2 separate regions of the Mus musculus genome follow, and region 1 is linked to region 2. Evidence: chromatin contacts called from public Hi-C data. All regions are on one chromosome and are shown on one strand. Each heading gives the region's core, a stretch centred on a gene start, on an enhancer-like site or on the middle of the called end of the contact. The rest is flanking DNA. Distances are from core to core; before and after follow the strand shown.

Region 1 (5,431 bases), core at 1,847-4,346, 1.0 Mb before region 2:
CCTCATTCTCTTTTATGGGAACAAGATAATGTTAAACTATAAAGAAATCAGAATTCACTCAAAGTGTCTGCTTTTAAAAAGGCCTCATGGACACAGAGATATATTGCGTAGATGCAGCACACACAGACTGAATGTCAAAGCAATTCCATATATTGGGCAATAAGAAATATGACTTTCATCTTACAATGTGTATAGCTATCAATAATTTAGAAAAATGGTACTCAGGATAATTGTAGGTTTTAAATTTGGTCATAGATCTCAAAATATCTACATAGTGAGAATGAATACAGGGAGCAGTTATTTCATTGTGTAGAAGATAATAATCATTACTCATTTGTGTAAGCCACTAATCACTTAGGAATGGCTTTCATGTTGTACAATAAATGTTTAGCTAGTCTAATAAGCCATTATTACATTCATGATCAGAGATTAGCACCCTTAGACATATCACCAACTACTTTTCTTTAGAAACAAGCAACATCCCTTCTCTCTGTCTTGTTCAGTGTGCTGAAGAACTAGCTCAGGCATAAGATATTGTAAAATTTTCCCCACAACTTCCGCTCTCACTAGAGATCACTACCGCTGTTGTCACTCCAGATCTTGACAACAGGCATTCAGCTATCCACTGCATTTTCCATGGAAATGTGATATTTTCCTTCACATCACAGTAGACAATGAGAAATTACAGCAGACTGAGATGACAATGGGGAAGATTGCCACAGAGTGGATTACATACAGTTTTATTTGGCTTTACACCTCACGTCACATCTTAACTTTATCTGGCAAGAGACATCCTGCTTTGCTATGAAGATTTCAGTTCATCAGAGCCCAGGTCAAACTAAAATTCCAAGACCAGAATGTTTTTCTTTCCTATCACCTTAGACTGAGGCCACTCTAAGTTACCATTTCCTATCTCTGGAGTCATGTAACTGCTTCTATTCTAATGCTAATTATGTTCCCCAAAAACTGTTTGCACAATTACATTTGCACATAGCTTCTGGGACTCTACCCCTAGTTAGTTCTGATTGGTAAATAAAAGATGCGAACAGCCAATAGCTGGAGAGGACAGACAGGCAGGATTTTAGGATTCCCAGATGTGGAAAGAGGAGGAGGAAGAAGAAGAGAGATCCTCCAAGCTGGAAGAATGTGTAATAGAGGAAAGATGCCATAACTGAGAATAGTAAAGGACAGAGAAGCATAGACTCCATGTGAAGGAGCCTGGAGAAAGTGGCCCAGAGGGGTGCCCAACTGGGTCCAGGGCAGTCAAGATAGAACACAAAATATATTAAGTAGTAGCTAGGAATTATTAGCAGGAGGTAGTGGAGGTTAGGTAGTGCCCTAGCTATTGTGCTGTGTAGGGCATGTAAAATATAAAGGCTGAGTGTGTCTCTTTCATTCGGAAATTTAAACCGTTGAGGTGGGTAGCAAACCCACTGTCGGAATTTATTTATTAATTATTTAATTCAACAGAGTCATATCTTTTGTTGTTTGCAGTGGGACCATCAAAACATCAAAACACTTGAAGGGTATGACTTGTCTGATGGCTCTCATACAATGACACAATAGTGCACCATGTATGTATCCTATAATATTTGTGCAATAATACATAAATGACATGTCCAAAATCAGCTCCATAATTTCTTATTGTTAGTTGTGATATAGGAACTAGAAAGAATCCATGTTTGTACAGACAGCACAGTGAAGATCTGGATATTTGCTGCCTAGCCTTAGGGACACTGCAGTAGGGACGAATAGTTCTTAGGGAGGATTGAGTAAGTGGGTGGGAGCTACCTGAAAGGCAAAGATATATGATTATGGTACATTGATTTATGTAAACAAGACATTCAGAATTGAGAAGCTTTAAGTAATTATGATGAAACCATAAACAAAAACTGAGATGTGTTCTTTATTATACATATCTGGGATACACAAGTAGCTTGGGTTACAAGAAACTTAGGTTCATTATTTTCCACTGATGTCTCTTCTAGTTTTAAAATGTTGGTATCTCATTATTTGAAGACACAGCAAGTACAACTAAATGCCTTGGCTGTGTCTTGCTTGAGTAGTGTGAAAGAATCCAACTTTGATGTGTATAAACAAATTGTCTCCAATTATACTTTTTGCTCAGAAATCTTTGCTTATCTAGAGTATGTCTCCAGAGGATAATTAATTTTATAGAGACAGAAAACACTATTTGGTCATAGATTTTGGCTTTTAACTTTTGTCAATTATCTCAATGTTTTTGATAGAGATTGTTGAAGAGGGATGATTGTAGTATAAATATACTGTGACCACTGGGAGGAAAAGTAAAAGCCGATTTTATTAAAAAGTATCTGCCAAACAGTAGGTGCCAAAGGGTCATGTGACTGTGTAACACACAGTAGGTCAGTGAGAACTCAGGCCAAACTAGCACCCCAAACTTGGCATAGTTTAGAAATTACTTCATTGCTATTTCTAAAATATAATGGACAGACTTGCCTAGTTTTAGATTCTTATAATTGTTTCATATTTTGTTAGGTGTTGTCTAAATGATGCAGTATTCTGTATTTCATCCTTTCTTTGTTCAAAAGTGCTGTTCTTGTCCACTAGGGCAACATGGAAGACAGTAAGGAAAGTAATGGTTCTGTTTCTCTCTCTCTGTCTCTCTGTCTCTCTCTCTCTCTGTGGTGTGTGTGTGTGTGTGTTTGTGTGTGTGTATGCAATAAACCACATGCCTGGACAAGTTGAGATCACAGATACAGGGACGGGTGGTTTTCTTCTTTGCTATCTATAAGTGGTAAATACTAATGCTAATATGAATTGCATTTACTTTGGTTTATATCATATATCCAAGCGTGTAATATTTTATGTCTCACGGTATTTTAAATTATAATTTATTTATTTTGTGGGCTGTTTTACAGCCAAGCATGTTTCCTATGTTGGTCTTAGGAGATATTTTTAAGAAGTCCATTCTGGTTGCTACAGTGTTCTTTTCAATTGGATCATTTTGAATAGGGAACCAACTTTAAAAACAATGCTGTGTGTAGGTAGGTAAGAGCTTACTATTTTTTATTAGATTTTGTTTTTGTTGTTGCTAATATGGGGAGAGAACAGTGCAGCAGTTGAGAGCTCAAGCTTGTGAGAATAGTACTTCATGTCAACTTCTAGCTCTGCTACTTAAGGATGATCTTGTATTTAAGCTGTCTGTCCCTTAATTTCCTCACCTACACAATAAATATTAGGATAATAATAATGCTACACCCTTCACAAAGTGGTTATGAGGATCATGTGACTTAAAACTTATAAAATGTCTAAACAAAACTTAATATATTAAATATATAATAATTGTAAGCTATCAGTTTTTCATTCCAGAATGAATGGTGTTATTATTGTTAGGTTTAGAATAACATTGTCTCATTGCATAAAGTTACTTGTCACTATGCCTGAGACCTGACTTCCATCTTCAGGGGCTACATCGTGTGGAAAAATTGTCCTCTGACCTTCATATCTGTGCATCTCTGTCTCTCTGTCTCTCTTCCTCTCAATACATCTTTTTAAAAAGACATAATGGTTGAATTTAAAAGTCTATCATTGTCTGAAGAATTTTGGGTAAGACATATTTTCCGTTTTAAAATATTGCTTCATCCCATTGAAATATTCTCCATCTCATCAAAATGGACAAGCTGAGACATCTAAAGCATATAAAGATGCATAGATGTATTTAAATCTCATTGGAATTAATTTTAAAGTCCCACATGTAGACAAATTCTATTTATAGGCAGTCTTCCAGATGTCACTTACTGGGTTCCAGAGTGTCATCCAAAGTCCTGGCTCTTGTTCATTTTAACACTTTAAATATGACTTTTAATAAAAACCTAATCTCAGGCATTTCTAAAAAACAATCAGATCTTAACCAGAAAACATTTTTAATACTGTCATTCCTGTAATATTGGTATTTGTTGGTGTGGTGTGGAGACTAAGTACTGTTGGGCTTCTTTCCAGTGCAAAGGGACCTGGTATTGCCTAAATGAGCTGATCCTGAATTTCAGATAGATCAGGGAAATGACAGGATCATAAAAAAAAAACTGACATGTTTTTCTAGTGTGTGTGTGTGTGTGTGTGTGTGTGTGTGTGTGTGTGTGTAGACAGCTTCCAGTAATTCTCTCCCGTGATTTCATAGTTTAAAGAAAGATCCTATTGATACCTTAAAGAGGTTTCTTCTTAAAAATCTAGAGAATCACAAGAGATAGCTACATCTGGGTCCTTTCAATAAAATCTTGCTAGGGTATGCAATGGTGTCAGCGTTTGGATGCTGATTATGGGGTGGATCCCTGGATATGGCAGTCTCTACATGGTCCATCCTTTCATCTCAGCTCCAAACTTTGTCTCTGTAACTCCTTCCATGGGTGTTTTGTTCCCAATTCTAAGGAGGGGCATAGTGTCCACACTTCAGTCTTCATTCTCCTTGAGTTTCATGTGTTTAGTAAATTGTACCTTATATCTTGGGAATCCTAGGTTTGGGGCTAATATCCACTTATCAGTGAGTACATTTTGTGTGAGTTCCTAGCAAACACAGAAGTGGATGTTCACAGTCAGCTAATGGATGGATCACAGGGCTCCCAATGGAGGAGCTAGAGAAAGAACCCAAGGAGCTAAAGGGATCTGCAACCCTATAGGTGGAACAACATTATGAACTAACCAGTACCCCGGAGCTCTTGACTCTAGCTGCATATATATCAAAAGATGGCCTAATCGGCCATCACTGGAAAGAGAGGCCCATTGGACATGTAAACTTTGTATGCCCCAGTACAGGGGAACGCCAGGGCCAAAAAGGGGGAGTAGGTGGGTAGGGGAGTGGGGGTGGGTGGGTATGGGGGACTTTTGGTATAGCATTGGAAATGTAAATGAGCTAAATACCTAATAAAAAATGGAAAAACAAAACAAAACAAAACAAAAAAAATCTAGAGAATCATCATTAAAATGTATAACAGTGGGGACCTTTGTTAAATTTAACATTTTAAAAAAATCTTGATTTAGACACTTTACAAATAAATGATCGACAAATAGTTTTGAACTTCTCTAGTTCAAGATGCCTTTTCACCTGTCATTAATGGATGTTCAACACCAACAACCAATAAGGCCAGGAAACCTTTTTGTGAGTTTACTCTGGAATTTTCCCTTGATCTTCACGTCAAGATGACTAAGATAATTAAGTTTACTGTGTACAAAGATACAAGCCCTAATAAACTAAAAATATTTAGCATTCATAATTGTTTTTACTAATAACATCCATGCAGTTTACATGTTTGCTTGTGTGAGTGAGGCTGGATACCAATCATAATACTGAATTTCCATGGACTAACTCCTTCTGGTAGGAGGGCAGAAGTATTCCTGCTCTGTTCTTTTAAGTACCTCGGGGAGGAACTCACAGAACTTGTCAGGAAATGCTGCC
Region 2 (5,944 bases), core at 2,723-5,222:
CAAAGAATATTTGCTTTTAGAAAATATGCCTGGGAGAGAGAGAATAAAAGGTTAGGATGAGAGGTAGATAATCATTTCACCGAATTTTAAGTATCTTTGTGAGTGGTTTCAAATGCCATGAAGTTGCTTTTATCTGATCTTGGTGACCTTGATCTGCCCCACCCCCAGAATGCCCCCCACCCCAGATGACCAGGTCCATTTCCTATCTTGTTCCTTTTTTCTTTTTCTTGTGTTTTTTGTCTTGGTCAGGCTTGTGCTCTGGGGATGGCAGAATGATAAAAGTTATAATGGTGATAAAATAGGAGTTATATGACTTTGTTTAAATGTATCAACTGTCCACTTTTAAGTGGACTGAAATAAACATAGGGTAAGACCATTTGCTGATGTTTACAAACATAATACACCCAAACTAAACATACCAAGACAACTTCATGTTAGAAACCTGTCTCACCATTGTTTTCAACCTGCCCCTGGAACACTGATCTCACTGGAAATTAGCAATATAGATTAATGTTGTCTATTTGTGGACCTTACAAGCTTGTCTTCCAATATATGTTCTTTTGTTATGTCTGATTTCCTGCCCTCAATATTGCAGTATAAAATCTGACTACATTTTTATTAGGCTGCACCTCATGCATTTCAAGTGTCTAAATAGACCACAGTTTGTTTTTCTGTTCTATTGATAGGCATTTGGGTGGGCTGTAGTCTGGATGCACAAATGTCATTGCCATAGAGATGAAGGCATGGCTGTGGTATACACACTCCTTCCACAACAGGCCCATGGAGGTGTATAGGAAAAGAAGGAACTCATGGAACTTCTGGAAAGGGGCTGTTCCTGCTCATAGGAGGCAACTCGATGTCCTCTTTTCGAGCTGCCACTCCCTCTGTTCTCTCCTGACCCAACTGTATATCTGAGCATCCCTGGTTCTCACCATTCAAAAGGAAGATTTTCAATAACACAGAGAACCTTCTGAGTTATTCAGAAGAGCTTTGCTCTTTGTAGTGTTGTGGTTCAATGACCAACTCCTGCTGAGCTTCAATTTGTTCCTGACCATATTCTATTTTCACTCTCTGGGAGGTGCTATGAAAGGAAATTTAAAAGTGGAATCCTGCCCTGAAGGAGCTTAAGTGCTCTTGGGAATATTAATATACCCTAATGCAAATTAGAATTCTACAAGATCCATTTTAAAAACGTGAAAGCAAGGAGATTTTACAAAATAGTATTAGTCTACTGTATTGATCACTGTATTCTAGGGCTTGGTTAGCTTTAATTTGATATATTACCATCATGCCCTTGACAAACATGGTCCAAACATTCATCAGCTTTTCAGTGACAAACATCATGATCAGCTAAATGCTGCAAGAATCTAATTTCATTCCATTTTGCAAATGGAGAGTTCTTACATGCTACCTAAAAAAAAAATTAGCTGCCCAATTAACACATAGATACTGTCTATACTTCTGTTCACTCTACCAGGCTTTCTTTTGTTTCTACAAAATCTGTGACGGAATCTCTCTCTATCACCCACTTAGTGTCATTTATTTGGTAACAGTTTTTTTTTTCCTCTGACTTCATGTTAACTACTGTCCCAGGACACAGGATGAATGTGAAGAAACAAACCCCACCAGTTTCCCAGCCGCCCAGGCCTCATACTCTTGGAGAAAGTGCTTGACATATCTTATGTGAAACAAAATTCCTTACAATGATAATGTGAATGGTGCATTTAACAATTTTCCCCCAAACCTACTGAGCTTCAGAACAAGACATTCCTGGAATATTGGGCTTTTGCAGAAATAAACGGCTAATCATTCTGGATGAGGTGTGTCAGGGATCATCTGATGTTTACATTCCTTATTGGAGAAATGGAGGGAGATTCAGAACAAACACTGAGAAGAAGGCATTTGACATTCAAATAAGGTTGGAAGAACGAGCCACAACACTACAGAGAATCACAGGAAGTCAAGATGTAGTGAGCCCTCAGCGCTCACAGGAAGCCTTGATTCAGAAATTAATTCATTGACGCTGGAGGGGTTCATGGCTTCTGATTCACAGAGCTACCAGTCTTTTGATAACTGCTGCAGCAGCCTAGAAAACTGTTAAAACATGTACTAGATTGAACATCAAGAAACTGAAGATTTCTCACTGCCTCGATCCATATGAACAGCCACATTCTATGTCCCAGCTCAACATCATGTGAGCTCCTAAAAAAAGATCCTCTGAAAAACTATGCGAGAACCTAAAATCCCAAGAACAAGTAGAAGTTCATGAAGTTTAAGGAAGTAGAGATGGGGCAACAGGATGCAGCAGGAATGAAGGGCTATGCTTGTGGGGGTCTCAAGAGGATGTGATGTGGACACCCAGATAACTAAAGCTAGACAGGTGGAGAGAAAGGAAATGAGACTTTGAGTCCAAATGGAAGGTTTTGACCTCTTTATTTTATTTTTATTTTTTTGTATTGGAGTAACAACAGATAGGTTTTAAGATTGAGATTTTTGTAACCACAAAATGCAGGAATAGGTGATAAGGAGCTAACATGGAGGTAGAGAACCCTAACAGGGCTTGTGAAGGTCCAGTCAGGTTCTGGTGAGGATGAAAGGAGTCAACAGATGGAGATGGTTTTAGGGAGATCTCAGGATTCTCATTTTGATGAGATGCTCTGACTGACATACACTTTACCACTGTGTCTCACCCTAGCAGAAAACACAATTCAGTCCACATAGCTTAGACCCCGCCCCCAAGAAGTGGAGACAAGAATCACACACTGCAGCCTGGGAGGTCTGTCAGTGTGGGAGAAATAATACCATGGTTTATTTTTTTCTCATTTCTTGCCTTGGGTTCCCAAGCACTCTGGTCACATCTCTTTATCTTTCTTTATCTTTCTAGGTAATTGGTCACATTATCTTTCTAGGTAATTGTCTATTCAACTATCCAGTGGGTTGTGATATGAGCTGGGTCGGGGGGAAAGGCAGGCGCCCTTTGATTTTTATAGCCTCAGAATTTTGCACGGGATCTGGCTCCCTGGATTGGTTCTAGAAGTGACAGCACAAATATCTAAACAAATGAGTCAGTAAATGCAATTGAGCAAGCTCCTACCTACACTATCAATCTCATCCGTCTCTGGCCTGCTATCACGGATTGCCTTGCTCTCTGGTCGGTCTTAATAAGTCAGCAGCTTTTTCTTTCCTTCTGGCCCCTACTTACCACTCGCAAATTTTCACCAGTTGTGTATCAGTGGCCCATTAGAAGTCAGTTACTTCTTCATAAGCTTTCATTGATGTACAGAGTTACTTTTCAGATTACTCTCATGCCATGGAGATTTCTGTGCTCTTTGTTTTGTGACCTTGGATGCTAGAGCTTTACTATCATCATCATCATCATCATCATCATCATCATCATCATCATCATCATCATCATCATCATCTCACCCGTCCCTTCTGATTAGCAAAATTTTTCTGGGCTTCTACTGACTGATAATTTCCTGATCTAAACTTTGAAATTTGAAAGCTGCATATGTATCAAAAGATGGCCTAGTCGGCCATCACTGGAAAGAGAGGCCTATTGGACACGCAAACTTTATATGCCTCAGTACAGGGGAACGCCAGGGCCAAAAAGGGGGAGTGGGTGGGTAGGGGAGTGGGGGTGGGTGGGTATGGGTGACTTTTGGTATAGCATTGGAAATGTAAATGAGCTAAATACCTAATAAAAAATGGAAAAAAAAAAGAAAGGAAGGAAGGAAGGAAGGAAAGAAAGAAAGAAGGAAGGAAGGAAGGAAGGAAGGAAGGAAGGAAGGAAGGAAGGAAGGAAGGAAGGAAGGAAAGAAAGAAAGAAAGAAAGAAAGCCCACATTACACAAGAGGCTTTGATGCTCTCTTAACCCGTTTGGAGTTAGTAAGACCAGTGTTATAGTTTGGAGAGGGATAGGAAACAGGGAAGAAAGATTCACTGCAATACACAGAGTGGTTCGTCTTAAGAGGCAGTAAAGAGTGAAGAGAAGTCACAGGAAAAGCCAGCATTGGAAGGAGGAAGATAAGAAAGCATGGACTGGATTCAAGCCAGTTATTGATTCTTAGTTCCACGTCTGCCCCAGATAAACCTTGGCTTACAAGAAATCAAATTTGTGCAGATGTAAATACATCCCCTTCAGTTAGCTAAGGAGATAAGCAAGTCTGCCTGTGCATAAAATAAATCCAAATGTTTAATTGTAAGTAAAAGCTAAAGATGTTGTGTGTGGGGTGAAAGGAGACTTGTCATTGAGAGTACAACAACAACAACAACAACAAAAACCTTCCTTTGAATTTTATTTTAAATTGGTTTAGTTTGTTCTTAACTTTTGTCCTTCCCTGAACTCAGTTTTAGGACTCAGTGAACAATCTCTGGGACCGCTGGGTGATGTGCATGGTGGGTCTTTTCTTCCATCTAGCGGCGATATGTGTAATTACATGTTATTCTCCCAAGTCTGAAATTGTTCATTACAATGGGATTCAATTTTCTTCTCCCCCACCCCACCCTTTAGCTAAAGCAAAGTGAAGCGAACGCGGACACCAAAGAAAAACTCCCTTTGCGCTTGAGAATCTTCGAAAAATTTCCAAACAGACCGCAAATGGTGAAAATCTCAAAACTTCCTTCAGATTTTACAGTTCCTAAAATCAGGTATCAGATTGTTTCGTTGACTGTATCTCTTCACAACGTGGCTTACCATCTAAGTTAACCTCAGCCTTCTTTCAGACTGGCACGTGGGTAGGTTTGGGGTTGTGTTTGAAATTGTTATCTCCTGTTCTTCTCCCTGCCTTTGTGGTACAAAGCCTTTGAGTTCCATGAGTCATCCCTTCAGAGAAGAAGCAAGTGAGACACAAGCTTGTGTCCCCGCCTCCATCTGAAGACTTTTTGGTCATGAGACCTCCTAGGTATAGACAAGGTGGACTTTTCAGTCATTAGACCTCCTAGGCATAGACAAGGTGAACTTTGCTCAGAGGGAAAGAGGACAGACTTCGATGTGAGCACTTTATCTCTAAATACATCAGGCAGGCAGCTCTGGAAGGTGTCTTTGTTACAGCAGCATTGGCTTATATGGCCATCTGGTCACAGTGTAATCTGCCTCCCACTGGTTAAAAGAACCTTAACATTTACACCCACACTGATTCAGTTTGCACTAGCTTTGCCTTCCTGCTAAACAAATGCATTCTTAAGGTGCTTGGAACTTCCTGCTTTTAATAATTGGAGGAAAGTCTTCCAATGATAACTCAAAAGGCTCCAGGTACAATCATGAAATCATATAGACTTTTCCATTTTTTTAAAATTTATTCACTTATTTATCTTTAAACATCTTGGTGAGGGATTAGGGAAGGTTGAGATTAGGTGCAATGCCAAACACTTGAAACTCCAATAGAAAAAGAGGATCATGTCACTTAATGCCTGGAGAGAGTTCTGGACATTTTCATGGTTTTATCAACATCAGATATGTTGATGCAGATGGTGATGCTTACTGCATTACTGGGTGTACAATGCAATCTTATGGGGCCACCATTTGCATGCAGCCTATTGGTGACCAAATTGTAGCCAAGTTGCACATGACAGCATTTCTTTTTCTGATTTTAAGTTGCTTTCTTTGTTTACTTGCATTAATGTTATTTAAATTTTTCATATTTTGGTGATCAGATGAAGTCTTTTCCTTTTGAGTCTTTAAATGTAAAATTATCTCTCAAGGACTTTTATGATGAATAGAAGTTTGAAAAGATGAATTAATTCTTTCAAGTAGTAGGGAGAAAATAAAGTATCTCATTACCACGGTAGGATTCAAATCACACCATCAATTATTAGAAACCCTTGCTTTTAAGCTATTTCAGGGACATTATGTCTTTAAACAGGAGTTTGCAAGGATTCAGGAAGCTTTTTCCCTAAGTTAAATAATTTGATAATTAAATCCAACCATCGCCCTTGGTATGAC

What was found. A called contact is a pair of places that touch in the nucleus more often than the background predicts.
Region 1: a contact with region 2 is called in a Hi-C map of the N1E-115 cell line, with 8 times the contacts expected there. The contact joins two enhancer-like sites. A contact is called at or near these places in 1 of 15 datasets of contacts at CTCF or cohesin (pro-B cells) and 6 of 484 Hi-C or Micro-C datasets (the N1E-115 cell line, cardiomyocytes, cerebellum and 3 more).

What each region holds. Positions count from the first base shown.
Region 1 is chr14:124,403,201-124,408,631 of GRCm38.p6, reverse strand. The region is part of intron 1 of Fgf14 (fibroblast growth factor 14); the gene reads left to right. Among named protein-coding and RNA genes, the nearest start is that of Fgf14, 270 kb to the left of the region's middle. Within about 2 kb of position 3,096, at least 1 of the 459 cell types and tissues checked has an H3K27ac peak or open chromatin away from gene starts, as enhancers often do. A contact at or near this core is called in the N1E-115 cell line, where this site is marked.
Region 2 is chr14:123,370,184-123,376,127 of GRCm38.p6, reverse strand. Nalcn (sodium leak channel, non-selective) reads left to right here. Exons shown (of 44, transcript NM_177393.4): 16 at 4,514-4,650. Among named protein-coding and RNA genes, the nearest start is that of AA536875, 200 kb to the right of the region's middle. Within about 2 kb of position 3,972, at least 4 of the 459 cell types and tissues checked have an H3K27ac peak or open chromatin away from gene starts, as enhancers often do. A contact at or near this core is called in the N1E-115 cell line, where this site is marked.